5 separate regions of the Sus scrofa genome follow, and regions 1, 2, 3 and 5 are each linked to region 4. The links are chromatin contacts, called in public Hi-C and promoter capture Hi-C maps. All regions are on one chromosome and are shown on one strand. The core of a region is the stretch at or near the end of the contact, and the rest is flanking DNA. Distances in the headings are between cores, read along the strand shown.

Region 1 (2,886 bases), core at 105-2,604, 370 kb before region 4:
GATCGCTGGGTCTCCCTGTCCTTCACTACTACCACTGTGCAAGGGAGAGGTCTGAGGTCAGTACCCAGCTCTCCCTGTGAGCGGCCTTGCTCAGCTGCCAGCCAATCTGGAACCAGCCTCACCTTCTGAGATCTGCCCATATTTTGAGAAGACCTGCTCCAGCGACTGCTCATTGGTGTCAAAGCTCAGCCCTCCAACGAAAAGTTTGCCCTCGTCTGATGCCATGGTCACCTGTGGCAAACACCACTGAAATCCTCAGAGGTCCTGCAGGGGCCGGGAGAATCACCCCCTCGCCGTTTTTTACTTTAGACAAATAACACACGCTCCTGGGACAAACATTGGAAAATTGCTTTTGTGCCCTTTAACCATCCCAAGCTCATACCTAGGGCTTAATTCAAACAAGCCCTTGATTCCTTTATCACTCCCCCTTGCCCCTTTTCTGTGCTTGGGCCAACTCCACTCCCGAAATTGGGGGCTCCCGGAAGGCTAGGGCCAGACCGCGGTTCTGCAGCAAGCACTCTTCAGTGCTGCCTGGATTTGGGACCCCAAAACTCCAGCTACGCTGACACCCTCTCAGGACGTTTAGGGCTGGACAATGAAGGAAGGCATCAATCTCCACTGCCACCGGCTGAGTGCACACTGGCTTCTGTCTTTTGCTAACATGTCGGGGGGTGGGGAGGGAGCTAACTTCTAACCCTCTCTATTATACAGGGGCGGCAAAGTGCTTGGTCTACTGTAGGGTGCTATGATGTTAAAAAGGAGCGGGATGTGGGGAGGTGCTGACTTAAAGCGACCCTTTACAGGAAAGGGGCCTGCGCTGAATGACTCCAAAACCAGGCCTGAAGACGACCCGCAGCCTTGCAACCCCTTGCAAGTTTGGGCCCAAACCTGGGGATCGGAGAGTGGGCGGCACCCATGATGTGCCGCCCTCACACAACTCCAACAGGAAAGAGGGGAGTAGCCCCGGCCCCGCCCCCGCGCATGCGCCCCGCCTGCGGCTTGCGCCACTCCATCCGGGTACCCGGGGCTCCCGCCATTTCGCTGGGCGCAGCCTCGCTCTCGCGGCCGCCATTTTACGGCGGTGACCCGCTCGCGGCGCTCTAGCCCGCGGAGGACGTCCTCCGGCCGCGGCACGGCCCGGTCTCCGCAACCCCTCTCCGCCGGCGGAGCGGACTCCACCCCGGACCCGCCCCGGTACCGCCCCCCGCCCAGGGGCGTGCTGCCACCGCCCCGCCTTGGCCGGCCCGCCTTGGCCGCCCGCCGCCCCGGGCCCGCGGAGCCGGTACCGCCAGGGCCCTCACCACTGAGTTGGGCAGGTCCCTGGCGCAGGCGGGAAGACAGCACAGCACAACGGCCTGAGCCTTCTAACGCGCGAATGAGGGGGGGCAGTTTCCGGGTACGGCCTTTTGTACGCTGCCGCTGGGACCCGCCCCCCCTAAGCCCGCCCCCATCCCCCCCTCCCCGAGTCGGCCAATCCAGGGCCCCTGAGGGCGTGGCTGTGCCTCACATTTATGAGTTGGGGGGCTGGGCCTGTGCCGACCCCGCCCCCTCCCGCGTGCTGGCGGGGGTCAAAGTGCCTGGCGGGGATGCGCATGGTCTGCAGTCTCCAGACCATGACGGGGGGCGGGGCCAGCGCGCTGCTGGGCGGAGCTGACCCACTTCCGCGTGCCAGTCCCTGGCCTGCGGCGGGGAACAAAAGGGGTTCAGGCTGCTGCTTCCTCCTGGGAAAGCTCCCTGGCCGCTGCAACCCCGTCCTTTGCAGTGCTCCAATAATCGCCCACATAGGACCTCAGCCAGATCCCCATACGCACCTGAGGATCAGCTCTCAGACACCCCAACTGATGAATCCTGACATCAGTTCTTATATATTTGCCAACGTGTAACCGACACCCCAGAGTGCCCAGAACCCAATGCTCCTGAATGTCCCGCTTAACGTGACTGGCCCCAAAGCCCTCCCAAAAATATTCGTCATGATCCCATTCTTCCTACTTTACAACTTTGGGGTACCCCAATTTCACCCAACCCAGTTTGCCTACAAATCCCAACTTGCATCCTGACTTCACTCCGTCTAGTGCAACGCCCACACCCCCAGTCAGCTGGCCAGACCCTTTTGTGCATCCCAGCACTAGATGGCTGGCTGACCTTGTCCTGGCCTCTCAAACCCACAATTGGGCGCAGCCCTGAGTCCCACTGGACCTCAACATTCAGCTCAGCCCCCGCCTCCCCTTAATCACGTGCTCCAGCACCCCCCCCAACACTATTCTGCACTCCCTTGGCTCCTCCCCCTGAATCTTTTTCCTGTATGAAAGTCCGAATCCGGAGGCCTCTGCAACAGGAGAACCAGGTTTGCAGGGATCTTTACCCCCAGGGCTGCTCCTCTGGATCCCCATGCCCTCTTTATGGGAGCCCCTCTCACGGCCACCACTTTCACCCTGCCCAGGCCTTGGTTACACTACCTTCTGTGTCGCAGAACCCTCCATGGGGTGGAAAAAGCTTGCACAGCTGCTTAAGGGTAGCGAGTTGCCTGCTGAGGCGAGGGTTTCATCTCCTGCCTGGTGCAGTGGGTTAAGGATCTGGCACTGTTGCAGCTGTGGCAGGTATTCAATCCCTGGCTGAGGAAATTCCATCTGCTGCTGGTGCAGGCATAAAATTAACAACAACAAAATGCTAGTGTAGACCCCTGCCTGCCCAGACCAGAGGCCCAAGCTATATCCCTAGAAAGTCTTAAAAGGGCAGACCCTCTGCATAAAAACAGGGGGATTTTAGAGCAGAGACCCATGCTTTGCTTTGCTGCCTGCCCCAGAAAAGTTCCAGTCCCACTCCAGGAGCCAGACTCTGTCACACCATAGTGACAGAGTCTGGCTCTGGATCTAGCTGATGCAGTAG
Region 2 (3,166 bases), core at 41-2,540, 310 kb before region 4:
GTCCAGCACCTCCTTCACTTTGCCATACGACCCCTCCCCCAGCAGGTCCCCCATCAGGTACTTGCCGATGAGCTTGGCCCGCTTGCGGCGGGGCTGGTAGATGACCTCAGTAGAGTCGATGCGATGGATGAACGTGTCCATCCCCACCGACATCAGCTCGCCCTCTGTAAACATGCCCAGCTGCTGCGGGTCCGCCACATCCATCCTGGACCCTAGGGCTCCGACTCCCGCAGGCGATCTCTAATCCCCTTTGTGTACTTCCTGGTGAGCGGTTCTTCCTTTTGTCCCCCCTCCCCAAGATTCCCTTCTCCAAAAATAAAAGTCACAAAATCGCAAAAAGAAAAAAAAGAAAGAAAGAAAGAAAGAAAAAGAAAACCCTTCTTGGAAAAGAAACGATTGTACTGAACGTGAGTTCAAAAGGCGCGCCTGGTCCAAAGCCCGGACACCCGGGTGTGTGCAGCGTCCCAAGTTTTGCGGCCGCCCGGCCTCACAGTTTTGAGGCGGGCCGGCGCGTCCACGGGGGCCCTCGGGAGGCCGGTGGGGCCGGGAAGTGCTAGGTCATCCTCCAGGGACTTTAGACCCTCGAACGAACACGGACGCGGCCGGGTCGAGTCTTCTCCGCGCCGTCCATTACTAGCGAGCCATGGCGCGCGCCCGGGGCCCCGCGCAGGCCGGCCCCGGGGCCCCCAGAGCCGGGCAGGCGAGCTTCGCTGGGGATCCGGCGCGCTGCTCGGGGGCGGCTCCCGCCGGCCCCGCCGGCCGGGGCGCCCGAGACGCCGGCAGGTGCGTGTCCGGAGCGCACGGGGAACCTCTGTTTGGCCCCGCTGGCTCCCTCCAGCGCCGGGACTGCCCGGGGCCCGCCGGCCGCAGGGAGCGACCCCCGTCGGAGTCGGCCGCCGCCCGGGCGTCCGCACACCGGCCTGGGACCCCGAGCGGCCGCGCGGGCCCGGAGGGCGCCGCGCCCCAAACGGCAGCCCGCGCTCGGTCTGCGCCGGAACTCCGTCGGCCGCGGAACGCGGGGCGCGTGGAGCTCCGGGCGGCTGAGGCGGCGCAGGCCGCAGGCGCCGGGCCGGGGTTCCTGAGGCCGCCGGGGTCCGGGTGGCCCGTCCCCCGCCGCGGCCGCCGCGCGCGTGGAGCAGGCGGGGCGGCGCGGGGGCCCAGCCCATGCAAGGCGGCCGCGCTGCCGGCTGGCGCCCGCCGCCGCTGCCGCCGCGCCCCGCCTCACTCGAGGGCGCCCCGGGCCGCCTCCCCCTTCCGCGCCCTACACGCCGCCGCCATCTTGTTTATCTCCTCCCCCTCCCTGCGCCGCCGTGCCGCCGCACGCCCGTCGCGGACCCGCCCCTCGCGGCGCCGACGTGCACGTCCGTTGGCCGAGCCGCCTGGCCTCGACCCCCGAGGCGCGCCCCGCCGCCGCTCCTATTGGGCCGTTTGGATCCGGGCGGGCGCCCGAGCGGGGATTGGTTCCCGCTGGGCCCCGCCCCAGGGGTGGATACCGTTTGTTCATTGGCCTGAGGAAACGCCCGTCACGGCGAGGGGGCGGAAAGCAGGAGCCGGGAAGCGAAACCCGGGCGTTGACCTGGGAGGGGTTGGGAGCCGAGGTCGGAGGTCTGGAGTTCTAAAGTCTTCCATGGGACCGGGCGAGTGCAGTGCTCCTGGGCGGGGGCCGGGCTCGGGGACTCTGGTGCCCCTGCCTGGGCTCCTCAACCGAAACCCCGTTTGAGGCGAGGTCAAGGGTCAAAAAGTAGCCAAAGTGTACAATTCGAGGCAAAAAGCCTTTATTAAGTATCTCAGGCCAGATGGGTTGAGAAGGGCTCTGGATGATTTCTGCCCCAAAGGAATTCATGGGCTAAAACTCAGAACCCAGCTGGGATGGTGCCAGCAAAGTGCTTTGGGTGAAAAACAGAGTTGGCAAAATATGGCTTGATGAGGTGGAAAATACTTCCAGGCCTGTGTTTTTTAACCTGTTTTGCTTTTTGTTTGTTTGTATCACTACGTTCTTATTTTGCTGGGGCAAACTGCTTGTGAAACCTTGGGACTTGACACCATCAGATTTGGGTTCCAGGCTGGGAGTTCTTGACCCAACACCTGTGCACTCCCTAAGACTATGTGTGAAATGGAGCTCACCAGTATACACGTTCTTGGGGACATCCATGTGTCTCATCGGATTCTCAAATACCCAGAGAAGGGGGATTGCTATGGCTTTGAGGGATAGGAGTCCCAGGTCACACCAGTGTACCAGCCAGCCCTAATCAGAACATGGGAGTTAGCCCCAAATTCCTAAATCATAAACCAGAAACCAATGAAATACAACGGAAAAAGGGTAATGAAAACCAGGAGTTCCCCAGTGGCTAAGCGGGTTAAGGATCCCGTGTTGTCTTTGCTGTGGCCAGGGTTCAGTCCCTGGCCTGGGAACTTTCACGTGCCGCAGATTTGGGGTGGGAGTGGGAAGACTAAGGAAAGTCAGTGAAGCCAAAAGACTGTCTTTGAAAAGATCCAGAAACTTAATTAAACTGTAGCCAAATTGGTCAATAAAAAAAGATGGCCAATATTGAAGTAAGAACTAGAGAAACAACCTCCCCCCCCCCCCGCCCCCGCCGCCCCTGGCTGAAAAGGCAGCTACGTGCCTGTCAGCAGCTTTGCTTGCCACATACCACCTTTCTTGTAATCATGTAGCAACTACTTGCCTTATGTCCTTGCTAGCAGCCCTGCTAATCATGTTCCAAGCATTGCTTGTCAGCTTCTTAGGCAAGAACTCTGTCTGCTCCAGGAAGGTGGAGGGCCGGAGCTGCTTGCATGGGAAAACATTAAGATCTGGAAGTCTGTATTGCATAAAAGTTACTCAGGGAGTTCCCGTCCTGGCACAGGGGAAACGAATCCGACTAGGAACCATGAGGTTTCGGGTTCAATCCCTTGTCTCGCTCAGTGGGTTAAGGATCCGGTGTTGCCATGAGCCATGGTGTAGGTCGCAGACATGGCTCGGATCTGTTGTTGCTGTGGCTCTGGCGTGGGCCAGCGGCTACAGCTCCGATTTGACCCCTAGCCTGGGAACCTCCATATGCCGCGGGTGTGGCCCTAAAAAGACAAAAAAAATGTTACTCAGAACAAAGACCTGGTGCTCAGACTTTGGAGGTGACTCCTCTGAGCCCGCACTGGTGCTGAACAAACC
Region 3 (2,731 bases), core at 56-2,555, 350 kb before region 4:
TGTATCAACGTTCCGAGGGGCGGGGCTGCCGCCCCCTCCCATTCACTACTTACTCCGACGGCCCGAGCCGACCTATCAGCGCGCGCCGAACGCCCAGTCAGCCACGCGAGCCGACCAATGGGAGCCGCCGCAGAGCCGCCCCACGTGGCCGCGCGGACCGCCCCTCGCCCCGCCTCCGGCCCGGCGACCAAACGGAACGCGGCGGGGGCGGGGCTGGCTCCGCTCCGGCCCGCCCCCGCGCCCCCCGCCCCGCCGCGGCCATTCATAAGGCCTGGGCCCGCAACAAAGGGCTGGCGGCCCGACTTGGGGGTGGGGGCTGGGGGCGCCGGACCCTAGTGAGAAGTGGCGTGCCTTGTGGGAGGGCAGCGGCCTCGCGCCTTACGACCAGTGAGCCGGGGCCTCCCCCTTAGCTCGACCGGGTAGCCGCTGTGAGCGGAAGCGGGAGGCAATCCCCGTGCCTCGTGGCCGTGTCCCAGCCGGGAGGCTCGCGAGGGGGTCGGCCCGGGGTGCCCCCAACCTGAGAGGCTTAATGCTCGGGCGAGGGGTGGGGCTGCGGGCGGGGCGTTCACTCCGGTGACGTGGCCGGTGCCGGAGGGCCCCTCCCGCGCCAGTGCCACCTCGCGTCCCACCCCCGTCCCGCGGGCCGGGCCCGCTTCCCGAGTCGCGCCCGCCGGAGCCGTGACGTGACGCGGCGTCCCCGGCTGCGCCCGCGCGCGCCGCTCCGGGCTGCGGTGAGTCAGCAGCGCCGGCGCGCCCTCTGCCGGCCCCGCCCGGGAGCTCTGCCCAGAGACCCAAGAAGGGGGTGCCGAGGCCGCCCCGGGCATGGGGCAGGCCGACCGGACTCCAGGCTTTGGGGAAGCTTCGCTAGGACTGTGAAGCTTCCGAGTTAGAAGACTTGGGGCCGCACAGCCAGGGAAACTGAGGCGGAACAAAAACTAGCTCAAGGTCACTCGCGGGGAGGGGGAGTGCCCGGTGGGCGGGGCGGGGGCAGAGGTCCAGCCTGCATAGTGCTGGCTGGGCCGTCTCTCCCATTCCACGTCCAGGGGGGCTCCCCAGACCTGGAGACCCCCTCAACCCTGCCTGCTCGAAGAACAAAGAAAAGTGGGACACTCTTAACTGCCTAGAGTGTAAATCCCCCTCTCGGCCGCAAGGTCCGGCCCTTACTCACCGGGAGCAGCCAGTCCTGAGATCCCAACTGTCCTGAGTGTACCCACGTCCAGGCCGAGTGCGTGGTGGCGGAGCCGGTCTGGGGCCGAGCAGGCGGCCCCCGAGCCTTTATCCGCGCCGCCTTCCCTCGGGGTGGAGTTTGGGCGGCCAGGGGGCGGGGGGGGGTGCGGGCTGGCAGTGACGCAGGCCGGCCCCCGCCCCTGCCTGCCGGCCTGGGCCCTGGGGCGCCGTCAGGCCAGGGCCACCCGCCTCCTAAGCCCAGCCCAGTAAACGAGCGAGGAAAGTGGGGGGACTTCTTGAATGCTACAAACTCGGGCACACCCGCACTCCGGCCCCGCAGGACAGGGTCTTGGGTAGCACAGCTGGATTCCCCTGCCCTGCCCCCTTTTCTGCCGCCCCAGGCCCGGTGCTTCCACCTGGGGGCGCCCGCATGGGGGAGCCTGAGTCAGCGGCTGCGGTCCAGGAAAACAGGCCAGTCACCTGCCTGCTGTGGGGGTGCCACAGCCAGCTGCCAGGGCCGCCCAGCCTTCTGCATCCCTTAACGGTGACCTCAGAGAGCATTTATGGAGCGATTCACCAGCGCCGGGCCTTGCACATCCAGTCACCACCCAATGTGCTTTGTGACCCCGGAGGGCAATGACCTTTGGGAGCTTCAGTTTCTCAAGGGTGCCGGTGGAATGAAGTGAGAGACTACAGCAGATCTCACTCTGGAGCTGGGGAGTGTGGGGCCCTCACCTAGGTCCAGCGCTATTGTCATCACATCACTAAGCATGCTCACCAGCTGGTGTTCAAACTCGGGGGTGAGCAAAATTACCCTACCAATTTCTTAGGTGAGGAAACTGAGGCCACACAGCCAGTAACAGACAGAAACCTGGCACATCTTTAGGTTTCTCCCAGCAGATCGCCTGTGTAGGGGGACTTCCCAAGAGTGACCCTGGCTGAGAATGGGCCCTTTCTGTCCTCCTTCCCTTCTGTCCAGAGGAGGGGGAACCCCAGACTACCCCCATTCACTTATCTGGTGTCTCCTTTATCTGACCTGACCACCTCCACCCCACCCCTGCCCTGGGTGCCCTTCCCAGGGCTGTGCTCCTTTCCAGGTCTCCAGGCCCCCCCACCCCGTCACAGGCACACCCAGACACTCCCAGCCCACAGGGTCAGGGCCAGGCCCAAGGGAGGGACCAGTGGAGCCCTTGGGAGCAGGTCCTGGAGTTAAGATGGATAGGACTTTGCCAGAGGAAGAGAAAAATGCTTCCAGGAGCAGTGGTCAGTGCAGAGCAGAGGCAGAGGCTGGAGTGAGTGCCCAAGATCTGGTGGTAGGTCCTGGCCGGCTCTGCCTCCAGATATAGGGGAGGTAGCACAGAGAGCTATATGGGCTCTGAGGCTGAAGTAATCAATGCTGGAGGGCTCCAGGAGGGGGGACCAAGAAGCCCCAAGGTGGGCAGGTGGCTGTGTATGTATGGGGGTGGGGGGAGGGGTGCTGCGAAATCCCAGGCAGGTCTGTGATCTCACTGGTCCCCTTGCTGGGCCCAGCTCTTCTAGCTGCAGCTGTCCTCCTGGAACGAGC
Region 4 (2,708 bases), core at 5-2,504:
GGGGGAGGATGCTCCCCAGGACAGTTCTTGAGAAAGGAAGCAAAACTCGAAAACTTGACCAGACCGCCAAGAAAACACTTCCCGGCGAGATTCCACCGGCGGGCTCCTGAGCACCCTGGCTCGGGAAGGGGTTCTCTGGGCAGATCCACCCAAACCAAGCCAAGGCAGACCACGAGGAGATCAAGTTCCTCTCGCAGCAGCAATTTTTCTGAAAGACTGGCCTTAATTCAGTCTGAAACCTATCATTTCAAACCCGAAGCACCCAAAGCACGTGACCCTCAGGGCATTTTTAGTCGCCCGCCTGCCGCCCAGTCCGGCTGAAAGGAGGGCTTGCTCAAAACTCACAAACAAGATACCCAACTTCACCGCGTTCTGTCCCTTTTCCTGAAAAGAGCCCCGGCCGCCACGCGCGCCCCCGCCCCAGGTTGGTAGAGGCCTCCGGCACCTCGGCACACCGGGAGTTGCTCGGGTCGCCAACTGCCCCGCCCCCATCGCGCCCGGAGCAACGCGCCCGGGGCGCCTCCCCGGGACGCCGGGCGGGAACAAAGGGGGCGGCGGAGGACCCGCGCCCTTCTGGGCAGGAGGGCGGCGTCTTCGGCCGCGCCCGGGCCCGCGGCGGGCGGGGGAGGCCGGGGCAGAGTCCGCGCGGCGGGAAAGGCCGCGCACGCGCGCCAGAACCAACGGGGGGGGGTGTGCGAAGGATCGCGCACGCGCGGGGCCCACACGCGGCGCGCCCAGGAGGTACGGGGCGCGGGAAGGGCCACACAGGGCGGCTAGCGGAGGCCGTACAGGGCGCCGGAAGGGCCACGCAACGCGCATCAAGGGCGGCGCGTGCGCGCGGAAACCGGACGTGAAGCGGGAAGGGCCCCGCGGCCGCCGCGTGCGTTCGGGACGGGCCGCGTGGACACCGGAAGCGAACAGGGCTCGGCCAGCCACCCACCTCCCCCAGACCCCCGCCCCCTCGCGACCCCGGCAGCCTCTCCCCGGGCCGCATCCCAGACCTGGGGGAAGGGAAGGAAGACAGAAGCGCCCGGGGGCCCAGGGTGGAGGCGGAGCGGCGCGCCGGGACTGTCGTCCCGAGGAAGCCCCGGCAACGGCCAGGGGAAAGGCTGGAGAGCGAGAGGGACGGCAGAGAGCGCAGACAAGCACGACTCACCCGTCCATTGCACACACAGGAGACCCGCGGGGGACGGAGTGGAGGCGCCGGAATAGCAGGAACCGACCCAACGGCTCCGAGTTATAGACTCACAAAATGGCGGAGACGCCCGAACACGTCCCCCGCGCGCTCTGCCCATTGGCTCCCATCGCGCAGATGGGCGGGGCCAGCACCTCGGGACCCCGCCAGAGCCTCCCAATGGCTAGAAGGCCGCTCGAGGGGTGGGGCCAAACAGAATTGCAGGCGACCATTGGAGAAGGCGACCATACATCAGAGCTTGAGGCGGAAACGGCCCGTGTAGTCGGGGGAGGGGAGACAAGATGAGACCACGTGACGGCGCCTGTGCCTGTGGGCGAGCTGCCCTCCTGCGTGGGGCTTTCCGGGAGAAGCCATCTTGAGAGTGGGTACGTGGCGGGTCAGGCGGCGGGAAGCGTGCTTCCCCCAGGCTGCCGCCATCTTGCAAACGGGCATAGTCTACCTCCGCCTAGGGCGCGAGGGTAAAGAGAGGTGCGTCGCCATCTTGAGGTTGGGCAGAAAAACTATAGGGCTCCATCTTGCTTGTGGGCACCTGCCCGATGTCTGATTCCAACTCAGACGGCCCTATTGGGTTAGCGCGCGGGGATCTGGCGGTCTAACGCGTCCCAGATGCGGGTGGGCTCTTTCCACCGCTGGCCACCAAGCATGCTTCGCGATGTGGTCAGGGGTTGTCCCGACTGTCTTTTGTTCACCCCAGAGCAACGAAGCCCGACCAGGGTCCCCTCCCCTGACTGCGGGAATGGAGAAACCGAGGCCCGGGGCGCACGGTAACTCCGCCCGCCCTGTACTCTGGGAAATCGAGGCCTGGGATCCACCATCGTCGGGCGTTGAGGATGGACTGGGTCTCCATCTCATCGGCAGAACACCCCGAACTTATCCCGGGGAGTGGAGACTTAAGAGTTGATCAGGGCTGGGCGGTAGGGGTGCCCTCGGGAGGAGTGGCAGAAACCAGGGCCCGCTGAATGGGGTGAGTGGGGGAGGGGCAGACCAAGTCGAAGAGGCCAGAACCAGGGAGGCCCGTGGCAGTGGTGATGATCCGCTTTCCCAGGCTTTTGGAAGCCTCGCAGACCTTCAGTAAATAGAGGAAAATGTCGTAAATATTGTTTGCTATACACCTCGTGCTGAAAACTGGATTTTTTATTTTTTTTGGCTGTAGCTGTGTTTCGTGGATGTTCCCGGGCCAGGGATAGAACCTCTGTCACCCTGGTCTCAGCAGTCAGTAACAACCCGGGATCCTTAAATTGCTGCGCCACAGCAGAACTCTGAAAAGGGGATTTTTTAAATTTTTAGAGAGGGAGAAGAAATGATGTTTCTTATTTCCCTAAAGGGAGATCAGGCTTTTGCTCCTGCCTCTCAGGTCGGTTTTAGCTTGGGCGGAGTCATAGCAACAGCACCCCTTTCAGGGCCATGCGCAGGCCTGGACTGGGCCCAGGAGCCTTGGGGTAGGCCACTCCCGAGCCAGCGGACTTTCAGGGATTAGAGGCGGCTGCTGATTTCCACAGAGGCCTCCCACCCA
Region 5 (3,131 bases), core at 307-2,806, 490 kb before region 4:
AACCTGCAGCTGGAGCCAGGCAGGGGCTCAGTGAGGCCAGCCACCCACCAGCAAACAATGACTTACTCACCAAATCAAGCATTTTGTAAACACCTCATCTGTTCAAAGCTAAGGCCACTGAAAAATGTACACAAGGCCACGGAAACCCAGCCCAGGCTGTTTTGCCATCTTCCCAGAATTTAACTGTAAAATTACGCTGATGCTGTAGGAGCCAGTCTCTGCAAAGAAAACTAGACCAAACCCCTAGACCAGAGCAGAATTGGATTTTCTGGTTCCTCTGGGATCACTTCTCTCATCTACAGCCCGTTTAGCATTAGGCAAAGCTATAATTAAAAGGGAAAACCTAGCTATAACAAACCTCCTCTAATAGCTGCACCAAAGAGAAAGACCTCTGAAGCAAAGCTGTCTGTCCACCGCCGTTTCCCTTTCTCTTTATCTTAAGCACACCCATGGGGGTTAGCTGGGGGCAAAGCAGAAAGGGGCTCCAACAACAAAAAACAGTTGCAAACAACCCATCAGGTGGTGTGGAGGCGCTGAGACGGTGGGCACCACAGGGCACGAGGAGTGCCAACCAGAGATCGGCCCCATGACCTTGGCCTTCAGCCTTCGGTTTGCAAACCTTCACTTAGGAGGACAGGGGATGGTGAAGGGGACCATCGCTCGAGTTCCGGGAGGGAGAAGTTGGGCGGCGGCAGAACTGGATCCCCCCGCACCCCGGCCCGCCACGTGCGCTGACGCGCCAAGTTTGTGCACGGGCTGGGGGTGCCCTGGATCCCTTGGGTTTCTTTTCGAGGTCCCCGAGGAGAAACAGGAGCACGGGGCCCCCAAAGGGAAACCCTGGCATGCCCGGGTGCAGACAAGGTGGTTCCTAACTGGGGGTCCGCCAGCCAAGCCGTAAACTCTAGCTTGGAGGAGGGGTCCGCCCCCGGCAAAAGACTGCGAGGGCTCCCAGGTTTCCACTCTGGGTTCCCGGCCAGGAAACAGCGGGGCGCTGAGACCGCTAGGACTCCCTGGGCTCCCGGGTCCCGCTCGGGGTCTCCAGCCACAAGGCGGCGGGACGCCCGGACCCTCAGGACTCCCAGACCCTCAGGACTCCCAGTTTCCATTCGAGGTCTCTGGCCACGAGGTTATCAGGACTCCTGAACACCTCCCCCGACTCCCCGGACCCCCAGCCACGAGGTAGCAAGGCGCTCTCCCCCTCAAGACTCCTCGGACCCTAGCTTCCTGTCTGGGGTGCCCGGCCACGAGGCGGCGGGGCGTCCGGCCCCCAAGGTTCCCTCCGCTCTTCGCAGCCCCCTGCCCCACAGCAGCCGGCTCGGCGCGGCCCCGCGGCGTGACCTTGACGGGCCGGGCGGGTCTGGGCGGGGGCCGGCCGAAGCAGCGGCGCGGGCCGGCGCGTCCTCACCCGATCTCGTCGGCGCCCGAGTTGTTCATGGCGGCGGCGGCGGCGGCGGCGGCGGCGGCGGCGGCGCTCGGCGTCCGGGCCCCCTGGCTCGCTCCCGCCTCCGGAAGGTCACTGGCCCCAGCACCCTCCCCACAGCCGCGGCCCGGATCTGCGCAACGGCGACGGCCGCGCTGCCTCCTCCCCTCAGCGCCAACGGTCACCGCGCGCCCCCGCGCCCGCGCCGCCGCCCTGCGCACACCCGGGCGCGCTCCCGCACGGGGCCTCCGGGGGCGGGGCCAGGGGTGCGCCCGCGTGCTTGCGTGCGTGCGTGCGTCCGCCGGGGCCCTCGCTACCGCAGCTCGGCAACCGCAAGTCGGCCTTTCTCCTCGAGGGCTGCTAGCGTCGCAGTGGGGCACACTGGGAAATGGAGTCCTGCGCGCCGGCGGCGGCGCCGGCCCCGCCCCGAGGGCGTGCGCGTGCTGCGTGCGTGCGTGCGCGGCGGGACGCGTGCGCGGCCAGGCGCTCGGGGCTAGGCACTGCGGGGCGCAGGCGCGGCTGCGGCTTCCTTGTTCAGTCTCTAGTGGGAGGTGGCGGAGGCCTGTCGGTGTCGGCCGTGAGCTGAGGCCACGCCCACACCCCCGCGGAGCCGCTAGAGGCCAAGTTCTGCACCTGCACCTCGGTTGCGCGCTCTGCACCCCCGCCCCAGTCTCCCAGAAGATACAGACGGTCTGATAGACTCAGTTATCTGCCCAAGGTCACCCATTCAAGGGAAGAACTGGAATCAAATCCAATAGTTGGCTGTAAATCCAATGATTATGAAAACATACTGAGTCCCTGCCATGTGCCAAGCATTGTCCTGCCCTCATCTGTCCACACCGGTGGTTTTCATCCAGAATGATTCAGCCTCCCTCTCGTCCAGGGGATACTGAGCCATGCCAGTCACCACTGGGTGAGGGGGTGCTACCAGCATCTAGTGGGTGGAGGTCAGGGACTGGTAAATATCCTACAATGGGCAGGGAACGCCAAACCCAGGTCTACAATGACCCTATTAAAAGCTGATCTGTATGGTGGTGTCAGATAGTGGTCATGCTGCCTAGTGACTTTCCACTCACTGTCTCAACGTCTTGATAGCCTGACAATTAATTTATTCACCATAAAATTACATGAATGTGAGGAATGAAGGAACTAGGTCATAGGTAAGCAGTAACACATAAAACACTTAAAATGCACCTTCCTTCCATCACATTACAGTTTGCAAAGCACTTTGGCATCCATATCATCAATTACAGTAGCCTCTGAACAGGATAACTCATGAGTTGCACTTGCAAATGAGAAGCAGAGGCTCAGCAGAGGAGGAAGGATTGGCCTTAGGTGGCATGAGGCAGGTGTTCTCTCTTGCCCAGGAGTGGGGGTGGAGGACACTTAAGTTTTCCAGGTCAGAAAAGAACAGTAACACTTGGTGGGGGCTGGCTCCCTACTCTGGGGGAACGCAAACGTGGTGAATGGAGAGGAGTGTGCTAGGGGAAAGCTGAGGGGTGTGTAGTGAGGAAGTGAGCAAAAATGGGGGGCCAGCTGCCACTATCCTTCCAACAGTGGAAGCTCAGCAACCCCCAAATGCTGGGCTGAGTGCAGACAGACAGACATGCCCCAAGATGCTCACAGCCCACCCCATTATTAGAGGAGCAGAAAACTGGCATCAACCCACATGTCCCTCCATTGGTGACTGGATAAATAAACCACAAAGGGT

The links. Promoter capture Hi-C pulls out the DNA fragments that hold promoters and counts their contacts. A called contact is a pair of places that touch in the nucleus more often than the background predicts.
Region 1: a contact with region 4 is called in a promoter capture Hi-C map of fetal liver, with 2.0 times the contacts expected there. The contact joins the promoter of CIRBP here to the promoter of PTBP1 in region 4. A contact is called at or near these places in 2 of 5 promoter capture datasets (fetal liver and liver) and 1 of 2 datasets of contacts at active chromatin or transcription factors (skeletal muscle).
Region 2: a promoter capture Hi-C map of liver shows a contact between it and region 4, with 4 times the contacts expected there. The contact joins the promoter of STK11 here to the promoter of PTBP1 in region 4. A contact is called at or near these places in 1 of 5 promoter capture datasets (liver) and 3 of 47 Hi-C or Micro-C datasets (embryonic fibroblasts, liver and skeletal muscle).
Region 3: a promoter capture Hi-C map of liver shows a contact between it and region 4, with 4 times the contacts expected there. The contact joins the promoter of MIDN here to the promoter of PTBP1 in region 4. A contact is called at or near these places in 2 of 5 promoter capture datasets (fetal liver and liver) and 1 of 2 datasets of contacts at active chromatin or transcription factors (alveolar macrophages).
Region 5: a contact with region 4 is called in a Hi-C map of skeletal muscle, with 6 times the contacts expected there. The contact joins the promoter of DAZAP1 here to the promoter of PTBP1 in region 4. A contact is called at or near these places in 2 of 5 promoter capture datasets (fetal skeletal muscle and liver) and 3 of 47 Hi-C or Micro-C datasets (liver and skeletal muscle).

Annotation. Positions count from the first base shown.
Region 1 is chr2:77,192,943-77,195,828 of Sscrofa11.1, forward strand. CIRBP (cold inducible RNA binding protein) reads right to left here and starts at 1,355. Exons shown (of 5, transcript NM_001246197.1): 1 at 1,302-1,355; 2 at 123-264; 3 at 1-34. The coding sequence starts at 225.
Region 2 is chr2:77,248,032-77,251,197 of Sscrofa11.1, forward strand. STK11 (serine/threonine-protein kinase STK11) reads right to left here and starts at 1,291. Exons shown (of 10, transcript XM_021084263.1): 1 at 1-1,291. The coding sequence starts at 204.
Region 3 is chr2:77,211,900-77,214,630 of Sscrofa11.1, forward strand. It overlaps MIDN (midnolin), which reads right to left and starts at 1,306. Exons shown (of 9, transcript XM_021084261.1): 1 at 1,169-1,306.
Region 4 is chr2:77,561,862-77,564,569 of Sscrofa11.1, forward strand. PTBP1 (polypyrimidine tract binding protein 1) reads right to left here and starts at 1,255. Exons shown (of 15, transcript NM_214231.2): 1 at 1,157-1,255. The coding sequence starts at 1,164. It overlaps LOC102159224 (a long non-coding RNA gene), which reads left to right and starts at 1,456. Exons shown (of 2, transcript XR_001307040.2): 1 at 1,456-2,708.
Region 5 is chr2:77,068,928-77,072,058 of Sscrofa11.1, forward strand. It overlaps DAZAP1 (DAZ associated protein 1), which reads right to left and starts at 1,557. Exons shown (of 12, transcript NM_001244506.1): 1 at 1,406-1,557. The coding sequence starts at 1,434.